5 separate regions of the Mus musculus genome follow, and regions 1, 2, 4 and 5 are each linked to region 3. Evidence: chromatin contacts called from public HiChIP or PLAC-seq, Micro-C and promoter capture Hi-C data. All regions are on one chromosome and are shown on one strand. Each heading gives the region's core, a stretch centred on a gene start, on an enhancer-like site or on the middle of the called end of the contact. The rest is flanking DNA. Distances are from core to core; before and after follow the strand shown.

Region 1 (2,700 bases), core at 80-2,579, 470 kb before region 3:
CCTGTAAGAGCAGCTGCTGGAGTTGAGGATTGCACTGTCCACCTGTGAGCAGCAGACGGATGGGTGGACAGAGGCAGAGCACGGGGAAGGCTAGGCGCCAACCACTGGCCTTCCAGCCTCAAGATTTGGTCAGTCCTTGTTTAGCCCTGGGGGTTGCGGGGGGGGGGGGGGAAGGGAGGGAAGAAGAGGGAAGGACAGCAGCCTGCAGGGGGCACAGGCTTCGTCTTGCCCCCTTTTTTATACTGGCCTTCTGTCAGAAGCAGAAGGGGGAGCTCCCTGACCGCTGTACCTCCAAGAGGAACCAATGCCAGGAGAGCAATGGTGGCATGCCCCTGCCTCGGTGCAGGTCTCAGAGGAGCAGCTGAGGGGGCTGACAGGGCACCCTGACATGTGCACACATTGGGACTCTCAAGACAACCTACGTGTGGGTGCCTCCTGCCCTCAAAACCTGGGAGTACCTGCTCTCTTAGGGATAGAATTTGTCAGTCATTCAATCTGTAGAGAAAGTTCTGTTCCAAAGTCAGCCAGCTGAGGATGGGCCGGGGAGCCCCCCTCCACTGGCGTGCTGTGCTCATGGTGACTGCTGGGTTGAAAAGTAGGGGACCAGGTGAGGAGAAAGACCAGAGTTGCCCTAGGAAAAGTGGGCTTTTGGAGACAGAGCAGGAAGAGGCTGCTCATTTGAGTTAGCGTTGCTTTAACCCCAGAATCCAGCCTGGCCCCTCTCTGCTTCACCTGGGTATGTGGCCTGCGGAGTGGCTGAGGTTACCAGGATCATTGGCCTACTGTCAGGTACTGAGAAGTGTGAGATGTATTATATATATATATATATATGTGATATATATATATGCACACACACACATGAAAAACAAGAGTGAGGTAGATAAATGTTTGAAAAACAAGCCCCCCCAAAAAAACCCCCCAAAACTGTCCCATCTAATACACACATACACAGAGATACATGTACCCTTTCCTCAGCATTTAAATCCATAACAGGGGCTTTTCTACAGTGATTAAAACAGGTATCACAAAATAAATTAAAACTCCTACATGAAATACCTTCTTAATAAGCTTCCCCCCTCCTTTTCCCTTTAAGGGCAGAGGCTAGGAAGAGCCACAAGCCTGAACCTACAGACAAGCCAGACAACTCCAGCTTTCCTTCCTGCATCTAATCTCCAGTCACAACTGCAACCATCATCATCCAACAGTTTTCCTACTCCTAATTTAAATATTTCCACCCAGAAGCATCTCTCGCGCTGTCACTGCTCTGGTAAGAAGTGCTAAATCGAAACAAGACAGGACCCCTCCCCCAACCCCACTCCAGGGGGAGGGGCCTCCAAGCCCAGAGCTCCGGGATTCTGGTTAAGGAGGAACAGCAAGGGGCTCTAGGGCCACTGTAGGGTCAGCTCTACTCCACTTTGGGATTTCCGGCCCGGGAGTGGGCTTTATAGCACACCCACTAAAGTTGCTGCTCCTGGCCATGGGGAGTTGGTGTCTTACATCTTGCTCCCAGGGAGGCCACCCCTTCAGACAAGCTGGTTCTAAAGACAGGTGGGCCTGCTTGTGAAGGAGGTGGCAGATGGGCCACTGGACCAGCTCTGCTGCATCCTGGGGACTCAGCAGCTATTGTGTGTGTGTGTGTGTGTGTGAAAGATCAAATATTCATTTAAATAATAATCCAATGACTATTGTCTGCAGTTAAAACTGCTATTGTATTCCCAAATTGGGGTGTGTGTGTGTGTGTGTGTGTGTGTGTGTGTGTGTGTGTGTGAACCAAAGCAAGGAGAGAAAGCAAAGTGTGACTTTCAACAACAGGGACTAGAAACACTAAACCAGGATGTGTGGGATTTTTAACCTTTTTGTTTCTGACCTGAGTTTGTGGCATGCCTTGCCCTGGAGCAGATGCTGTGTGCGGGGAAGCAAGGAAAGGAGAGAGTAGGGCCCAGGAGTCTGTGGGCTCTGGACTCCCACCCTCCCCACTCCCTCACCTGTGACTGTGCTCACAGAGCCTATGGGTTAGAGGGTAATGAATGGGGCTGCAGGGAGCAGGGGAAGGGAGATGTATTTATAAAAAAGGCATCAAACAGTTCACGGCAAGTTATGTCCTAGAAGCATCAGTTGCCGGAGAAGAGGAAGAAAAACCACACTCTAGTGATAAGCAGAGGAAGTTTCTTGGAGTGAGCAGAAAGGAAGAAGGGGTAGACCTGAAAGTTTCATAGATTAAATCCACAAAGATAAAGAACAAAAAAAAAATAGCAGCTTTTCTTTTCCTGTACAGATGTATAGATGAATATCTGAACTGTAAAAAAGTTATAAAACTGACATTAAAGACGATGTGTATGCAAATGTTTCACGGTCTAACATAGAACTGAGAGACCCATGAAGAAGTCCTAGTAACAGACCATGTGAAAGCTCACACTGCTTGGATCCACTGCCTGGGCGGGCGGCTCCAGGCTGCTGTGGCTCTGAATCCCTTCCTCGAACATCCATAACCAACAGCCAGGCCGAGTCCCCGGAACCCTTTCGAGTGTGTGGCCCTCAGGGGAGGGGCAGGAGGGAGGTCGGGGAGGGGGACGAGGCTGGTGTGAGGACCACCTTGACCCACAACCTGACCTTCAAGCTTGCCCATGGCCACTTCCTCCAGAATTCTTGGGGTGCTGTGGGTGGGGGAGGGGTGGAGAACCAGTTCTGCTTTCCCCTTCT
Region 2 (2,700 bases), core at 126-2,625, 310 kb before region 3:
CTCATCTCCAGTTGCTTGGATCCATATCCCTTGCTCGCTCAGGCCTGTTCGGCCTATTCCTGCTCCCAGACACGGTTTTATGCTCTGGCTCCTATGGAAGAGATGTCCTCTTCCACAGACTGGCTCTCCTCCAATGATCACGTGTCACTACCGCCTAGAGAGAGCCTGGAGGACAGTGTTGACCAAGTGCTGGAACAGCACCAGCAAAGATTTTGAAATGTGCATCTCCAAGTCAATAAAGTTTGCCGTAGGTCAGATCTTGAACTCCCAAAGCTGCTATCTACAAGGAGGGCAACCTGGACTATACCTGAAACTTCTCCAGGCTCAGCCTCTGTGCAGAGGGAGAAGCAATATTTAACCACGAAAGAAGAGGGGTAGTGAAGGGTACTTACTACAAAGCGGTGCTTACAGATAATTCCAGAACAAATTTGGAGGAGGAAGAGGAGGAGGAGGAAGAAGAAGGAGGAGGGGGAGGAAGAAGGAGGGAGGAGGAGGAGGAGGAAGAAGAAGAAGGAGGAAGAAGGAGGGAAGAGGAGGAGGAAGAAGGAGGAAGAGGAGGAGGAGGAGGAGGAGGAGGAGGAGGAGGAGGAGGAGGAGGAGACGGAGAAGGAGAAGGAGAAGGAGAAGGAGAAGGAGAAGGAGAAGGAGAAGGAGAAGGAGAAGGAGAAGGAGAAGGAGAAGGAGAAGGAGAAGGAGAAGGAGAAGGAGAAGGAGAAGGAGAAGGAGAAGGAGAAGGAGAAGGAGAAGAAGAAGAAGAAGAAGAAGAAGAAGAAGAAGAAGAAGAAGAAGAAGAAGAAGAAGAAGAAGTGGTGCCTTAAACTCTGGAAAGAACTTGGGGGGGGTGGGACACAAACAAAACAAACACAAAAATCCTTCAAGCCACTCTTTTCAAAGCAACATTTTAGAATCAACTGCATTTTACAAGTCACTTACATGATGTTGCTGCCACACAGTCACTTGTGCTAGATTATATAACCAGTGGGGGGGAAAAACTCATTCTCTTGGGAATTTCCAGAAGTCTGTCACAGAGCCAAAACACACTGACCTTGAATACATTGTTCTTGAACAGAGTGGATGTACTGAACGCTGAATAGATGTTACTACCTCGTACTGAGCACACAGCACTGAATGCTCTCATACTCAATGGCCTGACGGAGATGCTAGGAAGAAGAACGCATGATTTTTAATCTCATTTAAAGTATATTATGCACTCCCAGAGTACTTAAGAGAAACTATTCTTCTGCTCTTCGGGGTTGGCTGTCTATTCATCAGAAGACAGACAGCTGGTTTGGGGGCTGGTAATGGGTTTTTCCATTGTTTGTGAAAGACAGGGAGCTACGGATACGCTAACTTCCACAGTGGCTACGGAGACCAGTCATATGAAAAGGGGTCACTACCAGAGACCTGCTGCATGTGACGCACCCGCTCACACTTGAAGGCCACTATTGAGGCCCCTGGGAAGGAGGCCTGGTGCTGTGGGAGTGGAGAGGTGAGCTACAACAGGGCAAGCTAACTTCCTCATGCCATAGGACACACACGGGGCTAAAGGAGGACACTGCTTACAGACAGAAAGCCAGGCAAAGACAGCATGCAGACAGAAAGCAGGACCATGTCAGTCCTTCTCCTCCCCCCCCCCCCAGAAGGCCCATCTTCCTGCTCCTCATCAAGGAACCCACACGTTATAGTCTATGAGCCACTAGCCAAGCTGGGTTTCTGTACCATACAGCCAACATGAACACTGAGTAAACACCAGCCCCTCTCTAAGTCTCAGTTTTCTCATCCATAAAATGGATCTGTAGTCAGGCAACTTCTGGACAAGGACAAGTGAGTGACTATGAACAAAGTCCACAGCTTGGAGAAGGATTGTGGAAAAGCAGCAGTCAACACAGGCAGATGGGCAAGGCCTGTAGCTCTCCGTCTCTTTCAGTCACTCTTGCGTGAAACTGGCCATGCGGTCCACTCATGCAGTGATCTCAGGACCCGTTTTTCTGCTCCTGGTTCTCTGTACCAGATGAGCCCGGAACCAGCTCTCACCTCGTTCTGTGCTCTTCCTGTAGCATACCTAGCTGTCATGAATCAGGTGCTCAATCCATGCCTGCACACACAACGCAGTAGCATCCGGCTTCATTCATGTTCATATTGGAAAGTCTACTTCCTGTCTCCCATTTTCTGGCTACCAGTCTCTTCACATGTGGCCACACGAGAGCCTCCAGAGAACGCTGTCGGCTGTCTCTCAGAACACATACATGGTGCTCCCAAGCCGCTTTTCTCTGTGGCCAGAGCAGACATCTGCAGTCCTGGTGCACCCCTAAGCTCTCTTCCTTCCACTAACATACTGTTCTCTCCATCAGCTGTCACGGTGCACAGGGCCCATCTTCCCGTGCATTGTGCCTCCAGCCTGTGCTTTACGGCTAATGCCCCAGGCCTGGGTAGCTACACCCCTGCCCTGCACGACTTCATCCAGACTGCTACAATGGCCTGGAGAAACTGCCTGTCCCATCCCTGGGATGTTCAGCGCAAGATTCCAAAGCCACCTGCACCCTAGACCTTTGCTGCCACCTCTCCTCGCTGCAGGGGGATGCTGAGGTATTCTGGTATGGGTCACACAGAAGGCTGTATCCTAAAGCATCACGTTCTTTCTTGAGGCCTCTAGAAGCTCAAAGCCTCCTGTCCTCCAACCGATGAAAACTAAGTTCAAAG
Region 3 (2,700 bases), core at 186-2,685:
GCTGAGTCCAGGTGACTCTGTAGCTGCCCTGTGAGGGTCGGCTGTTGTGGGGTGGTCAAGGCCAGGGCGCTCAGGATGAGTAATCTAGAAGGTTGAGTGATGATCACCAAGGACCAAAGTGTTGATGTGCCCCTGTGGATGGGAGAACGGAAGAACAGAGTCCAGGGCTCCCAGGCCAATGCCTTGGTGCTGAATACCCCCCACCCCCCTACTTAGGGCCACCTGTGCCTATTCCTGCGCTCTGTAATGCTACTGACTCTGGCTACCATCCTTTGTAACTGTCGTGTAATGCAATGAGATGCAAGTATGCACAAACTGAGAGAGCTGTGGTTTCTATGGCAATTAAACTAAGTGCTTTAAGGGCACACTGCTGAAAGAAGAGACAGCGGCCCCCCTCCCAGGCTGTCATAATGGGGGTGTGTATAAGGCAGTTGCAAAAGTCTGGAGAGATGGTAGGTGTCTAGAATGTTCTGTGCTCAGAGCACTTCAAAGTCTTTCTAGGTTCTTTCTCCACCAGAATGATGCTAATATTGCAAAGCATAAAGTCCCATGAAGGTGGTTTGTGCAAGTAAGAAGGTAACAGCGTTTCCCACTCTGCGTGGAAAGGAAATCTTACCTAAACATATAATATTGGCAAATGGAGATGCATTCATGCCAGAAGTTAAAAATGTATATGTAGGGCTGAAGACATGACTCAGTGGTTAGGGGCACTGGCAGCAGAGCATGTGGTTTCAATTCTCAGTACCCACATTTTGGCTAACAACTGCCTTTAACTCCAGTTTCACGGGGATTTGACGCCCTCTTCTGGCGTCTGTGTGCACCGTCGTGGTACAAATACATGCAGGCAAAACACTCACACACATAAAAAATAAAAGCAAAATTACTGAAATGGTCTTAGTTTAAAAAACATAACAGGTATATGTGTATATACGGATGTGCAATATACATGCGCAAAGTTGTTTTGTGGTGGTGGATATTGATATCCAGGCCTGGCATATTCTTTATCTGGCAAGCTCTTTATTGTTGAACTATAACTCTAGTTTAAAGAATACACCTCCTGCCCCTCATCTCCAGAGCAACCAATTAGAAGCTTCCTCTACGAAAAGGATCTCTCATTTAATGGCAACTATTTTTCATTAAAGAAAGCTGGGACTCAGGGGTGCCTTAGTTGCGCCCTAGGAGTAGCAACGGGGAGCCTCATAAGGTGTCCCAGATAGCCAGCACGCAGTAATCCGACAACCCACGTGGGATTACCCTGGGCCACCAGGGGGGCCAGTGCTGGGCAGCCTCGCCATGGCCCGATCTGTCCGGCAGGGGGCGCTGTCCGGCCGCAGTGGCCGCGCGGGCCGCGTCCTGATTGGCTGGAGGCGATGGCCCAAGTCCACAGCCGCGCGACCGGGCCACTAAGTGGGGAAGCTCGCCAGTCGGTGCGCCAGTCCAAGGGCCTCCGAGGCAGCGGCGCGGCGGGCGCGGCGCGGCGGGGCGGAGGGGACAAGATCAGGGCAGGAGGCAAGCGGCTAATCGAAAGGGTCCGGCACACCCAGCAAGATGCTGTCCTGGCGGCTGCAGACGGGCTCTGAAAAGGCGGAGCTGCAGGAGCTCAACGCCCGGCTTTACGACTACGTGTGCCGGGTGCGAGAGCTGGAGCGCGAGAACCTGCTACTGGAGGAGGAGTTGCGCAGCCGGCTGAGCCGGGAGGACCGCTGGGCTGAGGATCAGGCACTCTACGCCGAGGAGGCGCGCAGCCTACGACAGCAGCTAGATGAACTGAACTGGTCCACAGCCCTGGCCGAGGGCGAGCGCGACGCGCTGCGGAGGGAACTGCTGGAGCTGCAGCGGGAGGGTGTGGAAGCCGGCACTGCCCGCAGCCGCCTGGATGCCGAGCTGGGAGCGCAACGGCGGGAGCTAGAGGAGGCTCTGGGCGCGCGCGCCGCCCTCGAGGCGCTGCTGGGCCGGCTGGAAACTGAGCGCCGCGACTTGGACGCTGCCCACGAACGCCAAGTGCGAGATCTACGAGCCCGCGCTGCCAGCCTCACCATGCACTTCCGAGCCCGCGCCACCAGCCCCGCCGCGCCCCCGCCGCGCCTGCGGGACGTGCACGACAGCTACGCCCTGCTGGTGGCCGAGTCGTGGAGGGAGAGCGTGCAGCTGTACGAGGACGAGGTGCGCGAGCTGGAGCAGGCGCTGCGCCGCGGCCAAGAGAGCCGGCTCCAGGCGGAGGACGAGGCGCGGCTGTGCGCGCAGGAGGCAGACGCGCTGCGGAACCAGGCGCTGGAGTTGGAGCAGCTGCGCGCGAGGCTGGAGGATGAGCTGCTGCGGATGCGCGAGGAGTACGGGATGCAGGCGGAGGAGCGGCAGGTCCGTGGGCAGGGACCGCGCCCCTTCCCTAATAGCCTGTACACGCACCCCTGTGCACCCAGTAGGCGAGCAGCAGGGGTTCCCGGGACACCCAGCTGGTTCAGCCCCACCCAGGGAAGCGTACGCTGCCAGCAGCTTTGCTATTTATGAAGCGACGGGATTCTGGCATATAGCTAGTCTAAGAATAAGGGGTTGGTGCAATGATCCTTAAATCGGAGGACTGACGCCATGTGACAGGTCCCGGTGGCTAGCCTAGTGCCCATCATCCTGTTAGTTGGATTACCTTTAGATCCAGACGTGTCTAGGCACATCCTGATCAACGATCCTGTTAGTTCTGTTTTT
Region 4 (2,700 bases), core at 115-2,614, 390 kb after region 3:
ACTGCCTTTGTGTCAGCCTCTCTCCAGCACATTGCCTTGTTGTCCTTGAGGGAGGAAGCCAGAGAGCCTCCAGCTTCCTTTGTAACTTCCCAGTTCCTCCGCACATCTGCTCACCCACCCCCAAAGACTTGTTTTAAAGCCCTAACCACAGAATTGAGCCTCTCATTTTCGAATGAGGGTTTGTGCCCATTGCATGGGCAGCTCTGGGTTCGGATACCAGCCATCACATTCTTATTACCTCTACAGCGGTAGCAACTTTTGGGGGTGAGGACCAGCAGAGAGTCACCCCCATAAGCCTTCTCTGGACAAAATCAGTAAGTTAACAAAATACAAGTGCTGTCTCAAAGACATCTTTTCCCCTCAGAAAAATCAGTTCGTCGAGTAGTTAGGAATTCAGATCCTTATGGCCCTTCTCTGACGCTGTGTGACCCTGCGTGGTCAGAGTGGTTCTCAGTTTTCCTTTCTTATCTGCCGAATGGGAACAGAAAATGAGGTGAACTTCACTGCGATGTGAGTACTAAGTGAGATACAGTTTACCACTAATCCATACTAGCTAGTATTAGTAGCCCAAATAGGCAGGTTGCCTCATTCTCAAGGTGTTTCTGCTTTCCAAGCCCCTGCTGGGATTGGGTGGCCAGGGACAGCATCCAACTGCTGGCCCGGCGGGGGTGACCCAGCAGCTGTCCAGGCCTGGACACAGGTGTGGCCCCGACCACAGTGAGGGCGTGGCGAGCCGAGGTTTGGGCAGGCCCGGCGCACACGAGGGCGGGGAGCTGGCCTCGGTCCCGAGCACCGCACAGGGCGTCTGGGCCGTCCCGCCGGGTCGGGCCTCTCGGCTGTGGTCACGGACCAAGCGCGGGGACTAGTCACGCGCCGCGTCACCGGAGCCGTGGGCCCGGGCTGGACCAGGAGGCGGCGGGGGCGCGACGCCACCGGCCCGCCACGCCCAGGCCCTCATCAAGTGACCAGTATCCCTTCCAGGAGAACACGGTCCTTCAAAGAGGGAAGCGCGCTCCAGGCTGCAGCCCCGGCGCCAAGCAGCCGTCATCTCCTTCCTGTGCCGGGTGATCTGTCGCCTCACCCACCCGGAAAAACATAGTCCGCCCCTCTTGTCCTTGTGCCACAGCGCTAGCTGTTGAGAAGGCGCGGCTCTCTCTGACTAGTCCCTCGTCTTGTCCATGACAAACCCTTCAGGACCCACCGAGAGCAGAAATATACCCTAAAAGGAGAGCCCGGGAGAGAAGAAAGAGAGGAAGCCGAGAGGAAGGGAGAGGCGAGGCCCGCGGAGGGACACCAAGACGTCCTCGCAGTGCGCACGCGCGCCGCGAAGAACGAGTTCCGGCCTGGCCGAGGCCTGACTCCTAAAAATAGCCCCGGTGTGGGGATCCGTGCGCGGATGTCCCGGCGAGTCCCGGGCTGAAGGAGGCGGCTCCGGGCGGCGCGGAGTGCTGTGGCGGGCCGGGCCGGGGCTGCGGCGTGTGCGCGCCCGCCGGCAGTAGCGGAGACTCGGTGAGGGGCCGCGGGCGGCGGGGATGTGGCGGCGGCTGGGAAGGGGGTCGGGCCGCGCTGGGAGTGGGGGGCACTACCACGGAGGGGCTGCGAGGCCGAGGAGGGGTGCCCGCGCGGCTCCGGGCGCCGGGGCGAGGCTGGGCGTGGGGCGGCCGGGCCCTCGGGAGAGCGGAGGGGCGCGGCCCCGTGCGGTGGGGGCGGGGTGCCCTGGGGCGAGCCCGGGGGGCTGCGGGCGCGGCGGCGGGGGCCCGCGGGGGGGACTGTCGCGAGCCGCCTCCCTGTGCGCGCCACCTCTGGGGCCCCCAGCCGCGCCGCCCCGCTCCTCCCTGAAAGTTGACGGAGTTCCCAGGGGGCCGCGGAGCCACTCGGTCCATTCCTCCAGCGTCGCGGATCTCGGGGTCTCCCCGCTCCGTAAACCGCCAGTGCGGGGGGCGTCCGGCCCTGTGGTCGCACTTAAAGTTCCCCCACTTCTGCTTCGGGGGGAAGGTTGGTTCACTGGGGCGGGAGGTAGGGGGTCGAACTCTCCCGTGGGGATATCGGCGTTAGGTTGTGTGTCTGGACCTGGCCCGGGCGGTGGCCGGGTTCGAGCACCTGCGGGTGCGGGGAAAAGGTCTTGGGAGTCGGGGCTGCAGAAGGGACCCGCTCCTTGCAATCGGGTAGATCCCGCCTTAGGTCTCAGGGTGAGATGGAAACTTTGCCTTTGGGTTCGATGTCATCTGTTTTTGGGCGGTTGAGGATTAAAGATCAGTGATATTGCAGACAAGTTTGGGAAAGGTGAGCGTTTTCTGAATTAGCATTTCCCCCCTCCCCCTGGAAAAGTGTAACTATCAAATTCTTGCTCACTCGGACCTTAAATAGGTCCCTGAGCTCTGAAGCCCCTGTCATCATGATCCAGAAGGCAACGGAGTGTAGACTGACTACACCGTCGCGCTAACCTGTATGTTTACTGTGAAATTGGGATTCCAGAAATTGAAATTAGAAAGACCTGCTGCGATGTGTTGACAACTATTTTAAAACTAATATTGTATAACAGTTTTCAAGTTTGTAGCGCAGCGCATCGTGTTTCTCTTATGTCTTTCTTGAAACATCCATTACTGTATGACAGTGAGGTTCTGTAAAGCAGTAATTAGGTGTATATTACACAAGAGTACTTTCCCTTTAAGAATCCAGCTGCGTTGTTTTGGCAACTGC
Region 5 (2,700 bases), core at 199-2,698, 420 kb before region 3:
TCCAGTGTCTCCCTGGGCTCTCACATCAGGGTAGCTAGATGCAGCGTGTAACATGGTGGCTTTCCACATTTAGTATGTACACAGCTTGTTCTCAGTATCCCCTACCGCTAGAGCTTCTGGTGCAGAGGTCCAGAGTGCACCAGGAATCTCGATGTCTAGCAGGTAATGCTGATAAACACCAGTCCTGGGTCCACCCAGAAACTACCAGGCCGGCCACGGCACTGTTTCCAAGGCCTAACTTCCACTAGAGGGGAGATATGGGCATGGCCAAAGGGAAGATAGCTATCTTAGGGGGCCAAGGGGAGAGCAAGGATTCTACTTGGGTGTCTGCATAAGTTTTTTTTTTTTTTTTAAACAGTTATTTCTAAATCCACCCACAGACCAGACAAACATGTCCCAAAGTCCTGTTCTGCCCTAAAGGCTGTGTCCACCTAGGCACCACCTGCTGAGAGTCCTCACCCACATTAGAACTACTGCCTAGGGGGTCTGCTTTCAACATGACCTTCACATACTGAGAAATGAGTTACAGCTGCAGGGTTGCCAAGCCTCTCCCGACACTTCCTGGAGAACTCATTAGGGAGCTCAGAGGCCAGGACCCAGGACCGGAAGAGCCATGAATTCCCCACAGGACAAGCCACAGGCAGTTTCCTCGGTGCTATGAAGAGCAGCGTTCATGTGCGTAGGTGAAGTCTGAGGTCTCGTTGGTTTTAAGATTCCTTATGAGAGCCAGTGAGATGGCTCATGCGTGCAAGAGTACTTACATCACAAGTCTGGTGATCAGGACCCCGAGAAGGAAGAACAGTTACTGTGTAAGGCTGTCCTCTGACCTCTGCACATACATCCCTCTCATAGGTAAGAGTCCTCACATGGAGGAGTCGGAGCTCAAGTGTGAGCTAAGCAGTTGAATGGAAGCCCCAACCCTCCTTGAGCACTTCTGCGCAGGCTTCAGCGCAGGGTCTGCACACGCACGGGCTCAATGAGCCGCTAGCCTTTGGTAAGGAGTGTTCCCCTACCATGCTTGTTTATTGGAGTAGGAAACAAAGACCCTGATCAAAGGAATCCAGATCGTAGTACCTAAGAGTGTATGTCCTAGGGAGGTCCTTGGATACCTGTCAGTCAGAACTGCCACCTACGGGACCCACCAATGTTCACTCTTATTGATATGGGGGTGGTCAGGATAGGCAGACAACTGAAGGATAGGTGTAATGGTGGAAAGATTGGGTCCCATTAGGTGTCTTGCCTAACCATGGGCCATTCTTAAACTGCTGCCTCAACGCTAACCTCACCGGTCTGGCTGCTCCCAAGTCTTGAGAGTCCCAGGAGACAAAAATCTCCTGTTATTGAAGACACCTCCAGGCCGGATACAAGGGCCAACTAATCAGGTCAAACTCCCATCTCCATCTAGGCCAAGGCCTCTTAGTAAACTAATTTCTCAAGCAGGAAACAGAATTGTACTGAAAATACCTTCCTTCTGAGCCACACATTCTTCTCCCCAGGGAGGGAGCATGAATTAGAAACCAGGAATTTGACAAATGAATGGCAGGCACATAGAAACTCAGGGTATTTGACTAATCACTTTGAAAAGCAAGATTATCTTTTCACAGTAAACACAAACTTTCTCTCTTTAAACAATGCAGAGAAGGCTGGGAGCCAGAATACCAATATCAATAAAATCCAGGCATTGTGGAGCCTACAGAAGGTAAAGAAAAATAAAAACCTTCACCAAAATAATAATCAACCTGCTGGGGAGGGCCCGTCCACACAGTGCCTGCTTCCCAACCCCCACCCGAGGCCTGCCTCCTCAACACCTTCTGCAATAGTGAGAGTTAAGAGATATCCCCAGGTGGAGATTTGTCTACACACCTTCAAGATACTAATGTCCTTGAATGGTCATTGTTTTCTCAGGGAGATGACTAGTTAAGGGAACCACTCAATAAATGCGACTTCATAAATCGTTTCTAAGCTCACTGCCTTTTTACATCCACAGAATATTTTTAAAAACCAAACTGTTCATTTTTTTTCCTTTGGCTCCTACACGCTGTATGATCTCCCGGAGTTTTATTGAGTGGTATTTTGGCTCTTAGTTCGATCCTTCCTTCTTTCCTACCTTCCTTTCTGCACCCCCCCCACCCCCTCAAGACAGGGTTTCTCTGTGTAGCCCTGGCTGTCCTGGAACTTACTCTGTAGACCAGGCTGGCCTAGAACTCAGAAATCCACCTGCCTCTGCCTCCCAAGTGCTGGGACTAAAGAAATGTGCCACCACTGCCTGGTAGCTTGTAGCTTTTTCAACATTAGAAAAAAAAATCCCCTCTATTGGATGGGTTTCACCTGCCAATGCATAGACCTACTAGGATGGTTAGTCAACAATTTGGGGGCCCTGTCACATGATAAGCTCACAGCCAACACTTAGCTATGATCTGTGGCTACCATTTCTAGGCCTCCCTTTTAAGTGAAGACTGCAGGGGACCGAGTGTAGAGTCTTCCATGTAGGAACTGATAACCAGGCCCAAGCACCTTCTCCACTGCTTATGAAGTGGCACCTGAATGGTTTACTCAGCTTCTCTAGGGCTGCTGGTTCTCAGCTGCCCATGGAGCTATCTTTTCTGGTCTCTTCGGGCCCCGAGGCCAATTGAGAAGAACTGGATGCTAAATATAAAAGGACGTTATAAGCTTTGAATCACCTCACAAAGGCACAGGATG

The links. Promoter capture Hi-C pulls out the DNA fragments that hold promoters and counts their contacts. A called contact is a pair of places that touch in the nucleus more often than the background predicts. HiChIP or PLAC-seq counts read pairs in DNA pulled down with a chosen protein or histone mark.
Region 1: a contact with region 3 is called in a promoter capture Hi-C map of neutrophils, with 5 times the contacts expected there. The contact joins the enhancer-like site here to the promoter of Synm in region 3. A contact is called at or near these places in 5 of 39 promoter capture datasets (cranial neural crest, embryonic stem cells, liver and 2 more), 7 of 115 datasets of contacts at active chromatin or transcription factors (embryonic basal ganglia, embryonic forebrain, embryonic midbrain and 2 more) and 2 of 9 other capture datasets (adipose tissue and liver).
Region 2: a contact with region 3 is called in an H3K4me3 HiChIP or PLAC-seq map of stem cell-derived neural progenitor cells, with 2.9 times the contacts expected there. The contact joins the enhancer-like site here to the promoter of Synm in region 3. A contact is called at or near these places in 3 of 39 promoter capture datasets (hematopoietic stem and progenitor cells, liver and maxillary cranial neural crest), 1 of 484 Hi-C or Micro-C datasets (rod photoreceptor), 2 of 115 datasets of contacts at active chromatin or transcription factors (double positive thymocytes and stem cell-derived neural progenitor cells) and 1 of 9 other capture datasets (liver).
Region 4: a Micro-C map of embryonic stem cells shows a contact between it and region 3, with 7 times the contacts expected there. The contact joins the promoter of Mef2a here to the promoter of Synm in region 3. A contact is called at or near these places in 4 of 484 Hi-C or Micro-C datasets (embryonic stem cells, rod photoreceptor and uterus), 1 of 115 datasets of contacts at active chromatin or transcription factors (pancreatic cancer cells) and 1 of 9 other capture datasets (adipose tissue).
Region 5: an HNF4G HiChIP or PLAC-seq map of pancreatic cancer cells shows a contact between it and region 3. The contact joins the enhancer-like site here to the promoter of Synm in region 3. A contact is called at or near these places in 5 of 39 promoter capture datasets (hematopoietic stem and progenitor cells, liver, maxillary cranial neural crest and 2 more), 7 of 115 datasets of contacts at active chromatin or transcription factors (embryonic basal ganglia, embryonic hindbrain, embryonic stem cells and 4 more) and 2 of 9 other capture datasets (adipose tissue and embryonic stem cells).

The regions. Positions count from the first base shown.
Region 1 is chr7:68,227,305-68,230,004 of GRCm38.p6, reverse strand. It overlaps Igf1r (insulin-like growth factor I receptor), which reads right to left. Exons shown (of 21, transcript NM_010513.2): 21 at 1-2,700. Among named protein-coding and RNA genes, the nearest start is that of Pgpep1l, 36 kb to the left of the region's middle. Within about 2 kb of position 1,329, at least 12 of the 459 cell types and tissues checked have an H3K27ac peak or open chromatin away from gene starts, as enhancers often do.
Region 2 is chr7:68,063,541-68,066,240 of GRCm38.p6, reverse strand. All of the region lies in intron 2 of Igf1r (insulin-like growth factor I receptor), which reads right to left. Among named protein-coding and RNA genes, the nearest start is that of Gm51488, 72 kb to the left of the region's middle. Within about 2 kb of position 1,375, at least 56 of the 459 cell types and tissues checked have an H3K27ac peak or open chromatin away from gene starts, as enhancers often do. A contact at or near this core is called in hematopoietic stem and progenitor cells and stem cell-derived neural progenitor cells, where this site is marked.
Region 3 is chr7:67,758,477-67,761,176 of GRCm38.p6, reverse strand. Synm (synemin, intermediate filament protein) reads left to right here and starts at 1,435. Exons shown (of 5, transcript NM_207663.3): 1 at 1,435-2,358. The coding sequence starts at 1,549.
Region 4 is chr7:67,371,522-67,374,221 of GRCm38.p6, reverse strand. It overlaps Mef2a (myocyte enhancer factor 2A), which reads left to right and starts at 1,364. Exons shown (of 11, transcript NM_001291195.1): 1 at 1,364-1,509.
Region 5 is chr7:68,180,104-68,182,803 of GRCm38.p6, reverse strand. The region is part of intron 5 of Igf1r (insulin-like growth factor I receptor); the gene reads right to left. Among named protein-coding and RNA genes, the nearest start is that of Gm51487, 24 kb to the right of the region's middle. Within about 2 kb of position 1,448, at least 25 of the 459 cell types and tissues checked have an H3K27ac peak or open chromatin away from gene starts, as enhancers often do. A contact at or near this core is called in pancreatic cancer cells, where this site is marked.